2 separate regions of the Rattus norvegicus genome follow, and region 1 is linked to region 2. A link is a contact called in public Hi-C data. All regions are on one chromosome and are shown on one strand. Each heading gives the region's core, a stretch centred on a gene start, on an enhancer-like site or on the middle of the called end of the contact. The rest is flanking DNA. Distances are from core to core; before and after follow the strand shown. Region 1 has its middle 180 kb from the start of Ss18. Region 2 has its middle 400 kb from the start of Hrh4.

Region 1 (5,782 bases), core at 3,024-5,523, 1.1 Mb before region 2:
TCATCCATCCACTCATTTTTATATCTAGTTTATTGCTTCTACTTTCTGACTAAACATACTGCCTTTTAAGCTGTGATGGTTAATACATGGAAACCAATCAGAAAAATCCATGGCTTTTGAAATTAATTGAAAATGTTATTTCCTCTGGGCATTGCAGTGTGCTGCTTTCCATCCCAACACTCAGGAGGCAGATGCAAGCAGATCTCTGTGAGTTCGAGGCCAGTCTGGTTTACACAGTGAATCTGAGGCCAGCCTGATCTACCTAGAAGTTCCAGGCCAGCCAGGGTTACATAGTGAGACCCTGCCTTAAAAACACAAAGTAGCAAACTCCATCGCCATCCTCCCTGTGGGATTCCCTTGCAGGCTTTGGTAATCACCACTGAGTTACTGTCACTTTGTTTCATGTGCCTCTAGACTGCAGCTTCTGTTGGCTGCAGGCTATTTCGGATCATGCACACAGAATCTTCCACAGTGCACTCAGCTGCTCCTCTAGAGGAAGATGCTCAGAGCCCTCTCAGGTCCCACTGCCTCCCACATACACGCACACATCTCCCTCAGCCTCATTTCTGCTGGGTTCTTTGGGTTCCCCCCAGCTTATGTTAACAGTAGTGTCTTTCTCTTTGCTTTTCTAAATTCATTCCCTTTTAAGCCACATTTTTTTTTTTTTTGGTTCTTTTTTTCGGAGCTGGGGACCGAACCCAGGGCCTTGCGCTTCCTAGGCAAGCGCTCTACCACTGAGCTAAATCCCCAACCCCCAACCCCCAATTCATTCCCTTTTAGGCGGCTTTTTTTTCAGCTGATGTGTCTTGTTTGAGTGCAGTTCACCAACAGTAAAAGCTGAGGACTTTGTCATCTCAGCTTGGGATCCCCAGGGCAAGAAAGCTATGGAGCCACTGAATCTTCTACCTGATTGTTTGTGTGTGTGCACACATGTGTCTGAGTATGTGTGTGTGCACATGTCTGTGTATGTGTGTGTGCAGATACAAGTGTGTATGTAAGTGCTTGTGTCTGAGTATAGTGTATGCATATTCAAATGTGTTTGTTTGTGTCTGAGTTTGTTTATGTGTGTGTATGTATCTGAGTATGTATGTATGTGCATGTCCAAGTGTGTGTGTTTGTTTGTGTCCAAGCATGTGTGTGTGTGTGTGCATCATGAGTAAATACTTCTCAAATTATTGTCCACCACTGGCCGTATTCCACCAACTTAAACTGGTTTTAAACATCATTATATTTCTAGCCTCATATTTGTGAAGGACACACTCCTGACTTCCTCTCATAACATCATTGGAAGGTGAATCTTGGGACATTTGCTTTTGGAAACCAGACACCGTGCCACGAAGAAGCACAACGACCATATGGAGAGACCATGTGTGGGCGCTCTGGCCAATAGCCCCAGCTGAGATCCCAGATGACAGCCAGCTTCCACCTGCAGACGCACGAGCGAGTGCACCTTCAGAGGATTCGAGCCCCATCTGCTGAGTCTTCCCCATGCTAGCCTTCCCAGCTGAGGCCCCGCACACTGCAGCACAGCCAAGCCGCCTCTGCCATGGCTGTTCTAAACCCCGGCCCTACATATTCTGGTTTATAATAAAATGGCTGTTTAATGTGATCGCATTCAAGGTGACTTGAAAAACTAGGACTACAGTGATTGCAAGAATTTCCATGCAGGGATGGACACATAAAAACAGGGCTGCAGGTTTTCTAAGATCGTGCCTTCCGCTTGTCATGTATTTTCCCCAGACTACGCTGAGTGTGGAAACTACCTACATGCTTTGCAGTTATTTCCTCTCTAAACGCTCAATGCTTAACAAACCCTAACTTTTCTTTCACCACTGAAAACTCCAGGGGGGAAAAATGGTTTTCATGGTTACCTGTGTATCACTAGGAAAAGTGACTTCAAGTTTCAAGTTTAATTTTTGTTTTGTCTTATTTTGGGTTATTTTTTCATTTGTTTGCACTGTAAGGTATATTATGCTGGATAGGGCTTTGGAGTTGGAGGTCGGTGACTTTGGATTGAAGTCCAAGTGCAGAAGGAGATGCTGGGCCGGTTTACTGAATTCTATACTACACAGAATTGCCAGTATTTTAACCGAACAGTTTAGGAATCTTCCCAGTGCTGGTGTCTGTGATTAGTTCCAAAGGCCTGGGGTCCCCTCAAATACCTCCCTCTATTTGGACAGGATTTGACATCCTCTTCCAAAATCGAACATTGGCACATCCATTGAGCCAGTAGTTGCCTTTTAAAAGATGCTGTGACAACAAAAATACCTGCATATAAACACCCGAATAGTTATTTGTGGTAGAATTCCAATGTGGAAATATTAGAATCAATGCAACAAATGCGTTGTTGGCTTGGGAGACGGCCAAAGGATGATCAGTGCTGCGTAAGAATGAGAGAAGGGAAGGCAGCTGTAGCTGCTAATGTCTCAGGTCAGGTGGAACGAGGCAGCAGAAAGGCACGAGACTTTGAAAAGTGAGGCAACTTCAACTACTTGTCAGAATGTATAAAGGGCCAGCAGGCACCCCAGCCTCATGGCTAGCGCTGTCTTCCGCCCCTGGCCACTTTTATTGCCATGATATCTTTTAAAAAGCAGCTGCTGGCTCAAGGAATGCGCTACTGTTTGATTTTGGAAGGAGATCTCAAATCCTGTTCAAATGGGCAGGAGTCGCCGGGCCTTTGGAACAAACCACGGACACCAGCACAGGGAGCATTCTGAGTGATCTGAAATGAGCGTTCTTGTGAGGTAAAGCTGTTTTGCTTCATGCCCTGTTTCTGTAGAGTGGATTCTTCCTGCCTCTTCGTGCTTGGGAGAGGTGTTGGCGATAGATATTTCTGTTCCGCCTGACGTTTTTAAGGGAGGGCATTCACAAACATGGGTAATTCAAACATGCAGGTAACGTAACAGCTGTATATCTCATTGGTGCTTTCTGGAACCAAAGTTTTGGCTCGTTAAAAAAAGAAGAAGAATTTCTAAGTGTCTAGCAAACACTCATTCATCTCCGAGGGGGAAAAAAAACTGAAAAGAAAATAGGTGTAGCTGCCAGGCCAAGAGTGTAGCCTACTGAGGGACACAGCAGGGGGACCTGCTGGTGACCAGGCCTGTCCACCCCATGCAGGTGCTGCCACCACTAATACGATTTACTACCTACCTACAAACACCGGGAGAGAGGGGAGTAGGGTAGACAGCCACTCTCTGTGCTCGATAAGGTGGAAGTGCTCATGGCCTGAATATTGAAATGAAACACACACCCCTGCTCCTTTGACTGACGCTTTTGTTTCTGGGTTTAAGTCTAAAAGCTCCAACTTCGTTGGCTAGAAACAAAAGTGACCCAGGGAAGCTTCTTCCTGGTGTTTAATTAAACTATAATATGCCGCAAAATAAATTAAGCATCAGTGAAATTACAACTACCATGGAGAGTGGACTGGGATGTTTTAAAATGATGGATTCATGAGAGTGCTCTATCCAGACAAATGGAAACTGTCCCGACCTCTCCTGTTCTAATGCTTCCTTGAAAGCTCTCCCATGCAGGTTGTCTCTGGTGAAGGAATGCTGTCGAAGATTGCAAGTTTAATTAAGAACCCCCCAGCTCCGAAAAAAAGAACCATGGAGGCCGGAGCCTGTAAACGGACAGAAGTGTGGGGGCCTACTTTACATTTGGTTCCTGGATAGCAGGGCTTGGTAAATGAATCCTTTGCCGTTCCTCCTTGTTCATCTCCCAAACAGCAAATATGTGGCCTCGTTTGTTAATCGAGCTATGAGGATTAAAACTTAGATCTGCTTTTCTTTTAAACAATGTTTTTACATTTATTTCTATGGGTCCCTGGGATCGAGCCCAGGTCATGAGCCATGGTGGCCCTGATACCCGCTGAGCTGTCTTCCTGCCCTTTGACCTGCTTTTTCTGACCACAAATTTAAAATAAACCTAGCCAGGGTGGATTTATGGATCTAAAATCGGAATACTTAAAGCTGATATCCACTAGGGGGCAGGCTATCTGCATGGGGAAGTCCCGATTGTAGTACGGGTGGTGGTATAGGCTGGGGCGGAAAGAATTTCTTTGAATTATTTTCCATTCCATAGTGGTTTCTAGGAAGACGTAACCCTGTTTTCTCTCTGTCGGTGTTTAGCAGTTCTTTCCTTTAAATATAGGAAATTATTTAAAGAATCGTGAAAACAGACTGGAGAGAAGGGGCATTGGGAAAGAGGTCTTTTCTGGTTAGGAGGCAGAGAGAAAATGGAGCTGTGTCTGCCAGTGAATATTAAATAGGCCGGCAGACCCAGAGGGGATCCAGCGCGGTGCTTAAGAGCACTGGCGCCGGAGTTTAAGTCCGGCTTACACCGGCTCCCCTTCTCTCTCGAGGGTCTTCATTTGTAATATGAGAATCTTGCCACCCACCTCACAGGCAGGCCAAGAATTAAATGATTCGCGTGCTCCCTGCCCACATCTCATTCCCCTGTCCTATAGCAGCTGCTGTTACCAAAATAATTACCCTCGATTTCTAATTCAAATAGGTGCGTTTCTAGGCAAGATTTTTTTTTCTTGCCCCCAAGAACAGAGATAGAAAAATAAACGAATCTTTATGTTCCTTTTTGTTTTTGAGAAACATTTCGGTTTCTGACAGAATATTAATACAAGGCAAAACTGAGCCAGAAATTTACAGTACACTTGGGGGTGGGGCAAAGGTGAAGAGGTGGCCTCTTCTCTCAGCTTTTCAGTTAAAGTAACAATGGAAAAACAAGGAGCAGGACCCTAAGAGCTCCTGATCCAGTAAGGGAGAAATGTTTGCAAAGGACTGCAGTCAACTTCCTAAAAGGGGTTTGTGTGTGTGTGTGTGTGTGTGCGTGTCTATACAGTGCTTTGAATGATTTAAGTCTAAGGACTCTGCACCTCAGTTCTGTCATCTGCCAAATGAGAATAACCCTGGCCTCACAGTGCTGGATGAAAGCTGAGTGAGGTGGTGTGAGGCAGCTACCAGAGCATGGTTTGGAGCCTTTCCTCATCCCTAGCCTTCCTTCAAGAGGAGGGAATCTGCCAAAGATGATGTTATTCCCCTTACTCTGGGGGTTGGTATAAATTTTTACTTATTATTGGCGCTCTCTCTCTCTCTCTTCTCTCTCTTTCTCTCTCCTCTCTCTCTTCCTCTCTTCTCTCTCTCTCCCTCCTCTCTCCCCTCTCTCTTCTCTCTCTTTCTCTCTCCTCTCTCTCTTCCTCTCTTCTCTCTCTTCTCTCTCTCTCCTCTCTCTCTTTCTTTCTCTCTTCTCTCTCTTCTCTCTCTTTCTCTCTTCTCTCCTCTCTCTCTCCTCTCTCTTTCTTTCTCTCTTCTCTTTCTCTCTTCTCTCTCCCTCCCTCCCTCCCTCCCTCCCTCCCTCTCTCTCTCTCTCTCTAGCATGTGTGACGTATGAGTGCAGGGACGCACACACAGCAGTGCTCCCGTGGAGGTCAGAGGACAGGTTGGGAGTCAGTTCTCTTCTGTGGTCTATGACTAGAGTTCAGGTTGTCAGAATTATGCGGCAGGACTCTGAGCTGTCTCTCTGGCCCACTGCGGAAGTTTAGAAAGAAAATTATTGGACAGGAAATGTTGTACTTGAACCTTAGGTCCGTGCCTCTAAGGGTGTGCAGGACTTTGGTGGGGTGAGCTGGAAGAAGGGCTATGATGTGCATGCCTGGGTTCTCACGTAAAAACGTGGTTTTCTTTGGAGCCTTGGGTTATTGCACTCCACTAGGATTCCAGTTTTATGGGGAGATGTAGACAAACTTGGAGTGGGACTAGAACTGTGTCAA
Region 2 (5,981 bases), core at 3,315-5,814:
AGTTGTGACTCTTTGATTGTGCATAAATGATCATGCCTCCTTGTTGAATACCAGGTCAACCTTTATGGTTGACCATGGATGCTATCAAGAGCAACGGTGCTTATGCTCAAGTTCTGGGGGCGCTGATCCTGAATTGTTACTCCAGTACCTAAAGCCACAATATCTTTCCCACGCTCCCTGTCACATGCAAAGCTTCCCTTTGGATATGAGTGAGAAGGTTAACTCTGTCCTTTCCACAGTCTGTTGCTGTCGATAACCAAGTGCTCTTCGCTCTCTATCTTGTGATGCGCACACACTTTGTAATGAGCTTTCTTTCTTTGGCTATCCTGAGCGCATTTCTGCTACCTTTCATTACATAGTTCAGGCTTTGCATGTTTTACATCAATTTTAAATGTGCTAGGAATGAGGCCCTGCGGCCGAGCGTGGTGGCGTGTGCCTGTAATCCCAGTAGCTTGGGAGGCTGGGGCAGGATTGTGCTTGAGAGTTCAAGGCCAGCATCCTGGGAGTCAGGAATGAGGCCCTGTGCTTAAGGCCCAACACTAATAATGAGTAATAATAATAATAATGATGATAATAATGATAATAATAGTAATAAAAAATATAAAAAGGTTCTCAGTAGCAAAACAATTTAAGGAGATGCATTACCTGACTTCACCAACTGGTTATCTTTGAGGAACATCACATGGTGATCTGACCTGGACATAAGCACTGTACTGTGCATAGTTTTACTAGCTATACATTGTGTGGCTGACACAATGTTTCAAAATCAGATGCTCAAATCTGTGCATGTAACTCACTACAATAGCTACAATGTCACTAGGTATAGCTACAATGTCACTAGGTATAGTTGCAATGTCACAACGTACAGACACAATGTCACTAGGAGGTAGGAGCATTTTCAGTTGCATTATCATGTTAGAGGACCACCGTCATCTGTTTGGTCCATGCTTGATCAGAATGTTGCTATAGGGCACATGGTGGTACTTAATTTATGTGTGTCCCTCTTGTGTTGTAAAGATAACCGTAGGCTCTTTCCTTAGGGTTTTGTGAGGCTTAAATAAGATGGTGTCTGTGACTCTGGAAGAAAAAATACTTGACAGACGATGCTCTGTATTAGCCAGAGCTGCTGTCTTTCTTTCTCCTCCATCTTACCTTTCCCCTCTTCCTCATCCTTATTACTGTTGCCTCTTATTACTATAATTAAAGGCTAGTGTTTGCAGGAAGTTAATTTTGTCTTATGAGTTGATGGTACACTCGTGGTACTAAGTATTTCAAGTGGTTTTAATCGGAGTAAGAACTCCTTGGTCTCTTCCACTTTAACTTCACCAGAGTCTTGGGTAAGTAGCATTGTTCCGCTCAATATGATCTAAGTAGCCATTCAAGACTTGCGTGATACCTTGGTGGTGTAGGGACCCTAGAACATCCATGAACATGTGATAAGAGATTTGGTGAGAGCATGATTATCACAAAAGGAGAGAGAGAGAGAGAGAGAGAGAGAGAGAGAGAGAGAGAGAGAGAGAGAGAGAACAACAGGGGGGGGCTCAAGGGAACTTCAAACACACAAAGTCATAAAGAAGGGCTGACTTTGAAGTACAGTGCTATAGTCCCATTAACTCATGCAAAATAAAAGGTAAGGGCTGAGGAGGTGAAGAATTGTTTGGATCTTAAAGATTTCTAGCTAAAGGTCCATCTGCTATGGGCTTAGTTCTCAAGCTGTGGTGCTGTGCAGAAACAAAACAACTTTCAGGTGGTGGCGCTTATTGGAAGGAACAGGTCACCAGAGGATGCTTTGAAGAGCATATTGGTAACCTGCCCCTTTCTTCTGCCTCTTTTCTTCCCAATCGGAGGTCAATGGACTCCTGTCACATGACCTTCCCATATGCCTTGTACCACCATGAGTTCAAAGCAGCAGGGGCAGTAAGCATGCACAGAAGACTCCGAAACAGTGAGCCAAAATACATTTCCCTCCTTCTTTCATGTATTTATTAAAGAAGGAATTTAGTATTTAGTAGAAGGGGGCTGACTGGCATGGGATGCTGTTGAGTGTGTGGATGACAGTCTGGGTTAGGATCATGGAAGCCTGTGCCAATCTCTGCTCAGCTAAAAACACTGGAGTGCTTAGAAGTTCTGCAGCCTCCCGTCGGATGCACATTCTCTGGCTGAAATCTGTGTCTCTGGCCACCATGTTTGGACTGTGCAGACTTCGTTTTTCACTGACCTCCACTAATGTTAGCTGTTTGCGTTATCCGCCAGGCTCCCAGCTGTGTATTAAACTGCAAACCCTTTGTTATGCATCCTGAAAAATGGTCTTCACTATTGTAAGTTGTGGTGAGAGAGGCTTTAATATCTTTTTGATACGATAACACCTGAGAAAAATGCCATTGTTGTATATCAGTGCTGGACTAGTAACAAATGTATGAAACTGAGTCTCCTTTGTTTTGTAAATTAATTGACTGACATAAAAGACTACCCTATTGGATTCTAAATCATATAGGTAGCCGGGTCTCTAAAAGGCTAGCTACAAGATAGCTTCTGATAACAGTGCCCAAAGAAATATAATTGGAAAACTCTGGAAGGCCTGAATGATGCCAGATGAATAGGATACAATGAGATGTAAAACGGGGAGGGGAGGAGGGAGGAGGGAAAGAGGGGAGGAAGGACAATGTCACTCATGGTCAGATGAGTAACAAGTTACTCCAAGGCGTAGTGACTTAAAATGGCAGGTCCTGATCACTGCAGAAATGTCTCAGTGGTTAAGAATGTGCACCTCTCTTGCAGAAGATCTGAGTTCAGCTCTCAGCTCCCAAATATGGTGGCTCGTATTCTGTAATACCAGCACCAGAGGATCTGTCTTTCTTCTGGCCTCAGAGGGCATCTGTACCTCACGTACACAAACCTACCCTCTCTCACACACCTGTAATTAAAAATAAAATCAATAACAAATATGTTGAGGGCAAAAAGGAAACTAGAACACTACATAGGAGTGACCTTGAAGCAAGTAGCCTGATTCCTTAAACGCTGTTTCTTAAGAACCTGACTTTCTTCACCCTGGTTCTGTTTTCCTCAAACAACCCAAATATGTGTACAATTATTCATAGCTTCAGAGGTTCTGGAATTTGGGAGCAGCTTAGCTAGATGATTTTAGTTGATGTCCCTTGTGCAGTCACACTTGAGATGTCAATATATACTGTAGTTATCAGGAGAAGCTTAGGCTAGGGAGTGTTTTCTTGGCCACACATGCACATATGTGGCTAGCACACTGTCATGTATAACATTTTCTTTTGGCCAAATATATGTACCAACTTTGATACCAAGATGATCCCACAGAGGCACAAATAATCAAACAGTCATGAGCTGAAGCCATTTTGATTTCTGGATGCGACAGAGAGGAGGGGCGAGTGGCAAAGGAAGAAGAGGATGCAAAAGGTGAGAAAAGAAAATTGCTCATCTGAGAATTTGGTTTTAAAAAGTGACACTGGATTGAACTTTAGGGACAAAATTAAATCAGGATGGCTGATTGTAGTGGGGAGCTAGTAACGGCCACGCCATTGAATGAGCCAGCTCATTTCTCAGCAGCTGTGGACAGTGTGTGCAGGATTCAGGTCAATGGTCTGACTTGCGATACTTCAGCTTGGACACATGGCCTTCCTGTAAAATGTGTCTGTCAGGAAAAGATACCAGGCCATATAAGTCAAACTCTTGCTAGAGGCATATTGAGTTATTTGCCAAGAGGAGAGAGACAAAAGCCTGCCCTCAAGAGAAGTCCTTTCTACGGCATGGCTCTGCTCACTGATCTTTCTCGCTCAGTCAAGATCTTTGTATCTGTGCATGACTGACACATCAAGGGCCTTCCATCTCCTCACCAAACTCGCACACACTCTCACCTCACAGAAGTACCATGACGATTTAAGGCCCCTTTGTCTCTTGGTTCAGTGCGGAGTACACATCCTAGGAGAGACTTTGTCCCACTGTTTATTTGGTGGCCAGGTTCCTTTATCAAATGCTGCTCCTCTCAGAAACTGTATCCTACCAAGCCAAGACTAGAGTTATTTTCTCCTAAGAAGGCAGGTTCTTAGTGCAGACAATACTGAACTGGAGGTGGTCTAGCCCCACTGATGAACTACATCTCCCAATCCTGTCCTCCTTCATATCTAACTAGTGGGTCTTGTCATTATGGGACTTGGGAGCTTCCTCTGGCCCTAGAGTTCCTAGAGAATGGAAGGAAGGTGTCTGGCATCAATCCTAAACCTGTCCAGCAGGGCAGGGAGTCCGAGTGCACATGCCCTTCCTTGCTCTTTTGTCTCTATCTTAGCTGGCACCCCGGCAGGTCCTTTGATTCCACAGCTCACCGGGAGTGTGTGAGTGACTTTGTATGGCTTGCCTCTGTTTGTGCAGATGAGCATCCAGTTCCACACACAATAGAAGAATAGCAGCAACACAAATTACAAGTGTTCGGATGCATCATGCTTTGATTAAATAAGAAATGTGATCAGCTGAGCCCAAAAACCCAGAACTCGAATTCCGTCAAGAGCAAAGACGAATGAACAGAGCTGCAGTGACATCTGCTGGTCCCTCCCACAGAGTGGCTGGTTTCAGTGCCACCAGAAGTCGGCGGTGGAAAAAGATACCAACGATGAAGAGTCTGTGTGGAAAATGAATCTTTAAAGCATGCCTTTAGGTAAACACATATTAAGTTTAAGTGTTTTTATTGGCATGGTTGAAATGAGTAAACAAAGCATTACTAGGAGAGAGGACTGAGAATGGCTACGGGAGGTGATCCTAGCGGCAATGCAAGAGCCCAGGCAAGCCAGTGTCGTGTACGGTCACTGATGCTCACCCAGGACCTGACAGGCAAACAGGACCATGGAGGACGGGAGATGCATGTGAAAGAAAGAACGCCACTCAAAACTCTGAGTCTCAGGCTATTGACGTCCTCTTCGTATTTTCCAGAAACTGAGGTTCAGTGACTCACCCTCTGGCTCATGATGTCTTACTTGGTTTCTCTGAAAAGCCTGCCTTCCGCTGTGACGCTGCCATACATTAGAAAACATTAAGATGTAATCAGAAATTCCCTAGGGGCCAGGCTTTCTGTGGGATCAATAACCTTGGTCACCCTCTTGGCTTGCATTCGGGCAAATCTTCAATTATCAATGTTCATTGTCCTCTCTACCAACAACTGGAGTGATAACTTGCTCTCGGACTCGGCGTTCTGAATACAGGATGCCCAAAGCTGCCTCCCTGGAGGCTAAAGAGAAGCCCAGCCAGGCAGCTCCCCACAGCCCCGCCTCTCTCGGCCATCACCTTTTGTGGAAAGGGCAGGGGTTTTGTGACATAACCCCCCCACCAAGCCGTGTCACAAAAGCAGCCGTCATCAGGGCCCTGGATAATAAAGACTGTTCTGTTTTCAATAAAACACAAACCACAAGGATTACATATTTTCCCCCTAAGCGTAGCCCTAAACGTTTGCCTTTGGTGGATGGTGCTCACGAAAACAGATTCGAAGGCTGTCCTGACACTGCCACTTAGCACAAAAACTAGTGGACATTGTGTCTTTCAGAAATTATTGAAATTCTTTTTTAAAGTGATCTGTGTGTACCTTAGCTTCTGGGGTCTGATTGACAAAAGATGGCCATTGCGTGGTGAACAAAGGGGCTTTTTGTAGCTGCTTCGTGCTTGGTCTGTGGGACTGCTCATCGTCGGGAGGCCTGGCTGTCGTCGTCTCGCTGTGCTGAAAGCATCCTTACCCCACATCTGAATAAAGGACAAAGAGACTCCCGTCTAGGCAGCCTGCAGAGATGTGCACATCTAACAATAACCATGTATTGTGGGGAAGTATAAGTGTGAACAGACTGCACTTCTCGGAAGCTGAGCTGTGTTCCAGCTATCCAGGTTCCCTTTAATGACTCTGAGGGACAATGCTGCACCCACAATCTGCAGCACATTTGATAACACACCCTGGAGGCTGCACCTGTGGAACTCAT

What was found. Hi-C and Micro-C count contacts between places; a contact is called where the count stands out from the background.
Region 1: a Hi-C map of frontal cortex shows a contact between it and region 2, with 4 times the contacts expected there. The contact joins two enhancer-like sites. A contact is called at or near these places in 5 of 12 Hi-C or Micro-C datasets (the A7r5 cell line, Schwann cells, frontal cortex and 2 more).

What each region holds. Positions count from the first base shown.
Region 1 is chr18:5,929,877-5,935,658 of GRCr8, reverse strand. No RefSeq gene overlaps it. Among named protein-coding and RNA genes, the nearest start is that of Ss18, 180 kb to the left of the region's middle. Within about 2 kb of position 4,273, at least 2 of the 93 cell types and tissues checked have an H3K27ac peak or open chromatin away from gene starts, as enhancers often do.
Region 2 is chr18:4,834,659-4,840,639 of GRCr8, reverse strand. No RefSeq gene overlaps it. Among named protein-coding and RNA genes, the nearest start is that of Hrh4, 400 kb to the right of the region's middle. Within about 2 kb of position 4,564, at least 2 of the 93 cell types and tissues checked have an H3K27ac peak or open chromatin away from gene starts, as enhancers often do.